Linked DNA regions of Mus musculus: region 2 is linked to region 1. A link is a contact called in public promoter capture Hi-C data. All regions are on one chromosome and are shown on one strand. The core of a region is the stretch at or near the end of the contact, and the rest is flanking DNA. Distances in the headings are between cores, read along the strand shown. Region 1 has its middle 22 kb from the start of 1700095K22Rik. Region 2 holds the start of Tnnt1 (troponin T1, skeletal, slow).

Region 1 (4,226 bases), core at 1,533-4,032:
ATGTGTTTCGCAAATTGTATTTTATATCTTGGGTATTCTAAGTTTCTGGGCTAATATCCACTTATCAGTGAGTACATATTGTGTGAGTTCTTTTGTGATTGGGTTACCTCACTCAGGATGATGCCCTCCAGGTCCATCCATTTGCCTAGGGATTTCACAAATTCATTCTTTTAAATAGCTGAGTAGTACTCCATTGTGTAAATGTACCACATTTTCTATACCCATTCCTCTGTTGAGGGGCATCTGGGTTCTTTCCAGCTTCTGGCTATTATAAATAAGGCTGCTATGAACATAGTGGAGCATGTGTCCTTATTACTGGTTGGAACATCTTCTGGATATATGCTCAGGAGAGGTATTGCGGGATCCTCCGGTAGTACTATGTCCAATTTTCTGAGGAACCACCAGACTCATTTCCAGAGTGGTTGTACAAGCCTGCAATCCCACCAACAATGGAGGAGTGTTCCTCTTTCTCCACATTCTCACCAGCATCTGCTGTCACCTGAATTTTTGATCTTAGCCATTCTGACTGGTGTGAGGTGGAATCTCAGGGTTGTTTTGATTTGCATTTCCCTGATGATTAAGGATGTTGAACATTTTTTTCAGGTGCTTCTCAGCCATTGGGTATTTCTTAGGTGAGAATTCTTTGTTCAGCTCTGAGCCCCATTTTTTAATGGGATTATTTGATTTTCTGGAGTCCACCTTCTTGAGTTCTTTATATATGTTGGATATTATTCCCCTATCTGATTTAGGATAGGTAAAGGTCCTTTCCCAATCTGTTGTTGGTCTTTTTGTCTTATTGACGGTGTCTTTTGCCTTACAGAAGCTTTGCAATTTTATGAGGTCCCATTTGTCTATTCTTGCTCTTAGAGCACAAGCCATTGCTGTTCTATTCAGGAATTTTCCCCCTGTGCCCATATCTTCAAGGCTTCTCCTGTACATCTTTAAGTGATTTATTAAAGTCCATCTTGATGTCCTCTACCATCATTATGAGATATGCTTTTAAATCCGAGTCTAGCTTTTTGGATGTGTTGGGGTATCCAGGACTGGCTCAGGTGGGAGTGCTGGGTTCTGATGATGGTGAGTGGTCTTGGTTCCTGTTAGTAAGATTCTTACATTTGCCTTTTGCCATCTGGTAATCTCTGGAGTTAGTTGTTATAGTTGTCTCTGTTTGGAGCTTGCTCCTCCCATAATTCTGTTAACCTCTGCCAGCAGACCTGTGAGACTAGCTCTCTCCTGAGTTTCAGTGTTCAGAGTACTCTCCGCAGGCAAGCTCTCCTCTTGCAGGGAAGGTGCACAGATTATCTGGTGTTCGGACCTGCCTCTTGGTGAACATGAAGGCCCAAAACAGGACCTGTCCCAGAAGCTGTGTAGCTTCTGTAGTCTACACTCTCACCTGCACAGACTAGTCCCTCAGAGATCCAGGACCAGAGATGGCTCCCCCAAGTGCTCCGGCAAAGCCCTCCCAGGCGGGTGGACACCCCTACTCCGGTGGGGAAGGTGCCTGGATGTCTGTAGCCCAAAACAGGGTCTGCCCCAGCAGCTGTGTCACTTCTGTCTGTTGCAGAATCTGTGCAGCTTCTGTAGTCCACACTCTCATCTGCACAGACTAGTCTATGAGGGATCCAGAAACCCTAATGTGACTTCTTTACAGCCTTTGTATAATGTTCTTTTGATTTTTTTCTGACGGCTCCTCTAAAGGGTGAGCTGGATATCTCATGAATAATCAACAAGTAGTCATAGAGACTCCTGGCCTCTCAGCTCAGTTAGCATAGTTGACAGCAGTACTGAATGTTTTTCAGCCTGTAAATGATGCTCTTTATGTTTTTACTAATAGTTTATATGTTGCACAATCGATTCCCTTATTGGAGACTTGTGGTACATTTAACTTTAATATGCAAGAAGGATCTCTGTTTTCACAATTGCAAAATATCATTCTTGCCCAAAAACATCTGTTTTATATTGGTCATATACGAGCACATTCTGGTCTTCCTGTACCTTTTGCTGCAGGCAATGATTTCATCGACAGAGCTCTAATAGGAGAGGCCTTAATTTCAGATCCTGTTGCTTTGACTAGATGTGATCATGATAAATTACATTTCTCTAGCTGACCCACTCTACCGTCTCGCCAGCAAAACGCATGCAGGCCACTCGGATCCTTCTGCAGTACAGCTTTAATACATCTCGAGAGATAGATGATCAGCTTCAGGAGAGGAGACCCAGAGAGCAGAAAACCCTTCCCTTTTATAGGCTGCGAAAAAATGGTTGGAGATGTGCACCACTGGGATTGGCTGCCCACTATCAGTCAGTTAACGCCACGAGAAAGGCAGGGCTCAGGTAATGGAACGATACCCTGACGCCTGCGCACATTTTACTACGAGCAACGGATGTCAGCGCCATCTTGTAACGGCCTGCCTGGGCATGTCTTGGCCTGTTCTGCTATGTTCTCAGCCCCAGGTTTTAAAGCTCACAAACAACTCTTTGGGCTTTTTGACATACATTACATGAGTCACAGGTTTCAAGTTTTATTTCCTTTCAATGGCTGCCTGAAAGACTGGTTCGTCAAGTGGACACAGATCCTGAATCTTCTAGTAAGTATGATTCTAACCTCGATGATGGCTAAAAATCCTTTTTAGTTGAAAAAGTTATTTGGAGCTCAGCCTCCATTTCCAGAGAATTTACAGCCTTTCTGTTGATTCTCAGAGTCACCTCTCCTACACTGAAAGGTCAGAGTCTAAGCTTGTTCATTGCTAATTTGCAACTGAATAGAGTACCTGGACTTCCCGGAAGAAGCTTTTATCCTGTTGTTTTTCAACTGACTTTGTTTTTTCAAGCAGATCAGTCAACGCCTTACAGCCTGTTTTCAGCAAGCATGCAGCCCCGCCTCTAGCAAGTACAGGTGGCAGAAATTCATTGATATGAAGAAGCATATTGAGTATATATTGTGGCTTTGGTCTGATTTGGGAATAAGGTGTGGTATGAGGGCCATTCAGTCAATGTCGGGCAACCAGATTTCAGAACTATATCAATCGAAGACAGAGGTATATGCCAAGAGGCCGTGGTTTATTAATAATACACCACAGAGCCATGTTGGTGTAAAATAAACACAAACAAGCTGCATAAGAATAAGATAAGAATAGTTGACAGATAAGAATAGTTCGGGAAAATCAGAGATATCCCAAGCCAGGCACGGCCGCCAGCCACCATAACTCCCAGGCAGGACTATGGAGCATAAAAATAATTTTATGCCTCAGTCCAGCTAATTTTTAGTATATATTTAGGGAGGAATTGTAGCCTCCCTCAGCTTTGAAGCAGGCTGCCACTGAATATAAGATCACCTGGAGTGTAGCTATATTATGATGGCTATATTATGTCAACTACCACTGTTCTCCAAGACTCTGCTACCTGCTGAGAGACCTTGAGACATTCCAGAGACACATCCTATCCTGCATGTCGCCTACAGGCTGGCTCCAGACACCAAGAATGGATTGGCGGGGGATTGGCCTCCCCTCTTTATAAGCACAGACTCTTAGTAAACTTTGGGGTCTTGATCAGAGAAAAATTTGTCTTAGCCTCATTCTTTTCTCGCTATCTAGTCTCTTTCAGCCCCAGCCTGCCTTTCAGGAGTACCCGGTTCATGTAAGGCTTACAGTTACACTGTGCTAAAGAGATGGAGCCTTGCTAGGGATACCTTCAAGAACTCATAAAAATTTTTGCTCTCTGTCTACTATGCAGATACATGTGATGGTTGGAGCTGCAGTGGCATTGTGAATTAAAATATGAGTTTAATATGAGTGTGTAAGAACAAAGACTGAGAAAAGAAGGAGCCTCCATCTCTGGGAACCTACTGTTGCTATCACAGAATCCCTGTTGAGGTTTCAGACTTTGTAGGAAGGAGACCAGCAAGAGAGATGGGCGAGGTCAAGAAATGTATGGCTAAGTTACCTGGATTCTGGTTTTTAATAAGTGATGGTGAACATAAAAGGGAATCAAAGAAGACTCTGTTATCTGATACAGCACCAAAGACAAGGGTGAAAGATCAGGTATGTGTAGATGAGAAACCTGCAAAATTTATAGTATGTTGGAGGAGGAGACTATTGTGTGATAGTCATGTGGCTTAAAGTGGGTTTTTTAAGAAGGCTTCAAATACATGCAACTACTATCTACTATGGCCATTGATGGGGAGGGGTTAGAATCACGTAGATATGACTCTCCATCCTTCATGTGAG
Region 2 (4,563 bases), core at 312-2,811, 510 kb after region 1:
ATCCCTAAGGAAGGGGGCTGGTGCCTGAACTCCTGAGTCTGATGGAGGAGGAATGGGATCTGGGAAGGCTGGCATCCAGCCCAGCCCAGGCCATGGAGGCCAGGCCGCAGCCCCACAAGCAGGCGGCAGTAGGCCTCCTTCACCACAGCTGTTTTCTTTTGTCCTGGGACAGGTCCATGAGAACCTGATCCCTGGAGGGATTAGTAGATACTGGAAAAGGGACAGGATTTAAAGACAATAGCTGCCCCACTTCTAGTGCTATTTTGGGGGAATGTCACAGACAAAGAAACAGAGGACATTTCCCAATAAGGAGTTGGAGAAGTGGGGCTCCCCCCACCCCAGCCCCACTGCTCCCCTCCTACCACAGCCCTGATTCCTCCCATCCTGTCCCGCTTTCCCCTTCCCCCTACATTCCACAAAGGGATGGCTGTATCAAGAGCAGCTTCGTCCTGAGACCCTAAAGTCAGTGACCCCCTCATCCAAACTCTGCTGTTCTAGGCCTGAAAGCCCCCAGGTTGAGATCTTCAAAGCTCACTACCCACAGATTCTGAGATCCAGTCCTATGCCCCTGTTGTGTGAGACCAAGAAATCTTCGCATCTCTCGGTTGGGTGCCCAGTTCATACCAGCACATGAATTCTGGGCACTAACAGTCTCAGACCCTCAGGATTGGAAGAGGGTTGGAGGGTGGTGTTGAGACACGGTCTCATATAACCCAAACTAGCCTTAGACTCACTATGTAGCCAAGGATAACCTTGAATTCCTGATTCTTGTGCCTCCCAGAACATCAGAACAGTCTGCCCCCAGATATAAGATCCTCAAATACCTGACAACCAAACTCAGGGATCCCTTTTAGGACACCACGAATAACAGTGTCACTGTTCCTAATAGTTGGCTGTTTCTTTGTTTGTATTCCAAGACAGGACATTGTTGTTTCTCAGCTGGCCCTGAACTCAAAATCCTCTGCCTCAACCTCTTGAGCACTGGGACTTCTGGCCCTAAGCCCTCCCCAGTTCCCCGTACCTCATACTCTCCAAAGCTTAATTCACGGGGCACCTGCCCTTCCACAATTTCCCAGTCTCTGAACCGTTTTTGTTTGGTTTTGCTTTGGTTTGAGATGATATTATTATGTTGCCCTGACTAGTCAGAACTCTGTAAACCAGGCTAGACTTGAACTCATAGAGATCCACATGCCTCTGCCTTCAGAATGCTTCCTCCACAATGTTAAGAAGAGCAGCCCCAGATTATGTACCCCCCCCCCAGATTCTACCCCTCCACTTTTGCCACTCCAAGTCTTCCCAAAGGCTCAGGCTTAGCTGGGTTGCTGCTGCCTATAATCTCAACTCTCAGGAGGCAGAAGGATTGCAAACTCAAGGCCAGCCTGGGCTACCGAATGGGACTGTCTCAAAGAAGGAGGAAGAGGAGGAGGAGGAGGAAGGAAGAGAATATTCTGTCCCCACTGTCACACCTGGCCCCCATTCCCCAAAGACATCAGTGTTAAGAACTCAGAGACAGTTACCTAAGGCTGGGTCCACAGATGCTGTAGAGGGAGTCTGAGGCTTCTGAGGACAGTGACGCACCCCCTGGATTTATAGCTAGGTGCTGAGCCCCGCCCCAGGTTGGAGGAGGGGGCGAGGATTCCGATATTCAGACACCATCCCCCATGCTCAGAGCCCTGCCCTGCCCCCTCTGGCTCCATCCAGTTTGGGGGTCCAACACCTGTCATCGGCTTCAACATCCCTGTAGGATTTCCATCAGCAAACACCGTAGGGCTCAGGCTCCATCAGGCCACCCCTCAAACCCTCTTAGAGTACCCAACAATACCCAGTGCTTTGGAGTTCCCAAGACTGGAAACAGTACAGGAAAAGGAGGCTTAATGACCCAGGGGAATGTCTTAAGTGAGGTTCTATTTCTACCTCTGTGTGGCTTCTCTCAAACTTCTCTCATGGCCTCTGTCTCTGGCCTCCATCTGTATATTCTGTGTCCTTCCCCCCTCCCCACATGCCCCCCCCCCCGCTTCCTCCATCTCTCTCCTCTCTGTCTCTGTCCAAATGTCTCCCCCCTCCCTACCCCCACTCTTTTGTCCACCACCAGAATTCCACCGTGGTGACAACAGGCAGCTAAAGCTGGGAAGCAGGTGTGGGGAGGGGGGAGGGGATGAGATGTCAGACTGGAGAGCCCTCACTCTCCCAGCCCCTCCTCTTTCTAACCAACAGGAACATTTTTAGTATCCTCCCACCACCAACCCCCACTCCCAGTCAAGCCGTGACCTTGAACTCCAGGGAAGCTAGTGGTGGCAAGGCAAGCTTTCTCGCCCCCTCCATGCCTCCCTCCAGTGCAGTTCTGTTTCTGTGGGTGTTCTGGGCTTCTCTTCCCCTCTTGGGTTTGGACTCTTTGATCTTTCTCTCCTCTCTCTTCCCTCTCTCTCTCTCTCTGTGTATGTGTGTGTGTGCACACACATACACACACACACACATGTCCATTGTCTGTCATCTGGATTGCTGTGAAATTCTGCATAGCTTTTGGTTTTTGTTTGTTTGGGGAATGAGATAAAAGATTTGAAATGAAAGATGTTCCACATAGTAGGTCCCATGTAGCCCTCATTAGACTAGAACTCATTATGTAACTAAGTACAGCCTTGAATTTCTGATCCTCCAGCCACCACTTTCCAGTGGTGGGATTAACACGATCTCTCTGTGGTTTTGTCCGTGTGTTTCTGGCGGTCGGTGTGTCTGTATATTTCTCTAAGCTGTTTATCACTTGGGCTCTGCCCCTCTGTGTCTGGGCCATGTGTCTCTCTGTCTCTCTTTCTCAAGCCTTCTGCATGTCTTTGTGTCCTCTCTCTCTCTCTCTCTCTCTCTCTCTGGTTGGGTGGGTGGTTGGTTAGTTGGTTGGTTTTGGTTTGAGTTTAGTTTGGGGTTTTTTGAGACAGGATCTCACTATGGCCGACCTGGAATCCAGTATGTAGACCAGCCTAGCCTCGAACTCACAGAGATCCAGTGGCCTCTGCCTCCCGAGTGCTGGGATGAAAAGTGTGTGTGCCACCACACCCGACTTGCTTTCCTATTTCTTTTTTTTTTTTAAAGATTTTTTTATTTATTTTTATTATATGTAAGTACATTGTAGCTGTCTTCAGTCACCCCAGAAGAGGGAGTCAGATCTCATCATTACGGATGGTTGTGAGCCACCATGTGGTTGCTGGGATTTGAACTTCGGACCTTCGGAAGAGCAGTTGGGTGCTTTACCCACCGAGCCATCTCACCAGCCCACTTTCCTATTTCTGTCTCTTACAGGATCTCTGTCATCTGTCTGCCTCACTGTGAATATAGCCGTGTTTCTATTTTTCTTTTCTTGGTGCTCTAAAAAAAAATATTTTTAATAAAGAATTGTGATATGGGGGCTGGAGAGATGGCTCAGCAGTTAAGAGCGCCGACTGCTCTTCTGAAGGTTGTAAGTTCAAATCCCAGCAACCACATGGTGGCTCACAACCATCCATAATGAGACCTGATGCCCTCTTCTGGGGTGTCTGAAGACAGCTACAGTGTACTTACATAATAAAATAAATAAATCAAGAAAAAAAAAAGAATTGTGATATGTATAGATAGTCTGCTTGTCTGAGCAGTGGCTAGAAGAGGACATAGAACCTCTTGGCACTGAGTTACAGATATTTTGAACTGCTATGTGGATATTGGGAATCAAACCTGGATCCTCTAGGAAACCCAGCCAGTTCTCTTAACCCCAGAGCCACGTCTTTCCTTGGGCTTGGCACGTTCTATGCTCTCTGTAGAAGAGACTAGCCCATGTGAGAAACCCATGTTAGAAACTTGCCTGTGACTCCACCCCACTTGCCCTCACCCTTCTCAAGTGCCCCAGGTTAGCAGACACACAGTTCCTTCTGGTTTGGAGAGGTTTATTCTGCAGGGACGTCCTTCAGAGCACAGTGTGGGAGCCATGGCTCAGCCCTCAAACTTTTTCTTGCGGCCTTCCATGCCACTCAGTGCATCGATATTCTTGCGCCAGTCTCCCACCTCCCGGTTTTCCTGCAAGTGGAAAGTCAGAGGTTAAGGACCCTTTCTGGTCTCTATCTACCCTCTAGCTTGCTAGACCATTCTGTGCTGGAAGCCTGTCTAAGAATATGATTCTAGAGCACTTCCTGTCTCTTCAGTCAACCTGGCAAACTTCTTGTAATCATTTCCCATCTCCCCTTGTACCTCCTGTCACACTCATGCACTTCCTGTCTCCCCATGTACATCTAGTCTTCCCCCGTGTACTTCCTGTGTCCCCCATGTACTTCCTATCTCCCTATGCACTTCCTGTCTCCCCATGTACATCTAGTTTCCCCCATGTACTTCTTGTCTCCCCCATGCATCCCTGTCTCCCCCATGCAGTTCCTCTCTCCCCTATGCACTTCCTGTCTCCCCTATGCACTTCCTGTCCCTCTTGCCCCCCAGTCTTGTTGTACTTCCTGCCCCTCACTACTTCCTTTCTCCCTAATGTACTATCTTCCCTTCTGACTTCTTGAATTCTCTTATTTTTAAGATTTATTTATTTATTTAATGTATATG

Evidence for each region. Promoter capture Hi-C pulls out the DNA fragments that hold promoters and counts their contacts.
Region 2: a contact with region 1 is called in a promoter capture Hi-C map of embryonic stem cells, with 2.6 times the contacts expected there. The contact joins the promoter of Tnnt1 here to the enhancer-like site in region 1. A contact is called at or near these places in 9 of 39 promoter capture datasets (the 3T3-L1 cell line, the C10 cell line, the HPC-7 cell line and 5 more), 4 of 115 datasets of contacts at active chromatin or transcription factors (bone marrow-derived macrophages, embryonic basal ganglia and embryonic stem cells) and 3 of 9 other capture datasets (adipose tissue, liver and macrophages).

The regions. Positions count from the first base shown.
Region 1 is chr7:4,001,424-4,005,649 of GRCm38.p6, forward strand. No RefSeq gene overlaps it. Among named protein-coding and RNA genes, the nearest start is that of 1700095K22Rik, 22 kb to the left of the region's middle. Within about 2 kb of position 2,783, at least 4 of the 459 cell types and tissues checked have an H3K27ac peak or open chromatin away from gene starts, as enhancers often do. A contact at or near this core is called in embryonic stem cells, where this site is marked.
Region 2 is chr7:4,514,414-4,518,976 of GRCm38.p6, forward strand. It overlaps Tnnt1 (troponin T1, skeletal, slow), which reads right to left and starts at 1,562. Exons shown (of 14, transcript NM_001277903.1): 1 at 1,518-1,562. It overlaps Tnni3 (troponin I, cardiac 3), which reads right to left. Exons shown (of 8, transcript NM_009406.4): 8 at 3,892-4,038. The coding sequence ends at 3,955.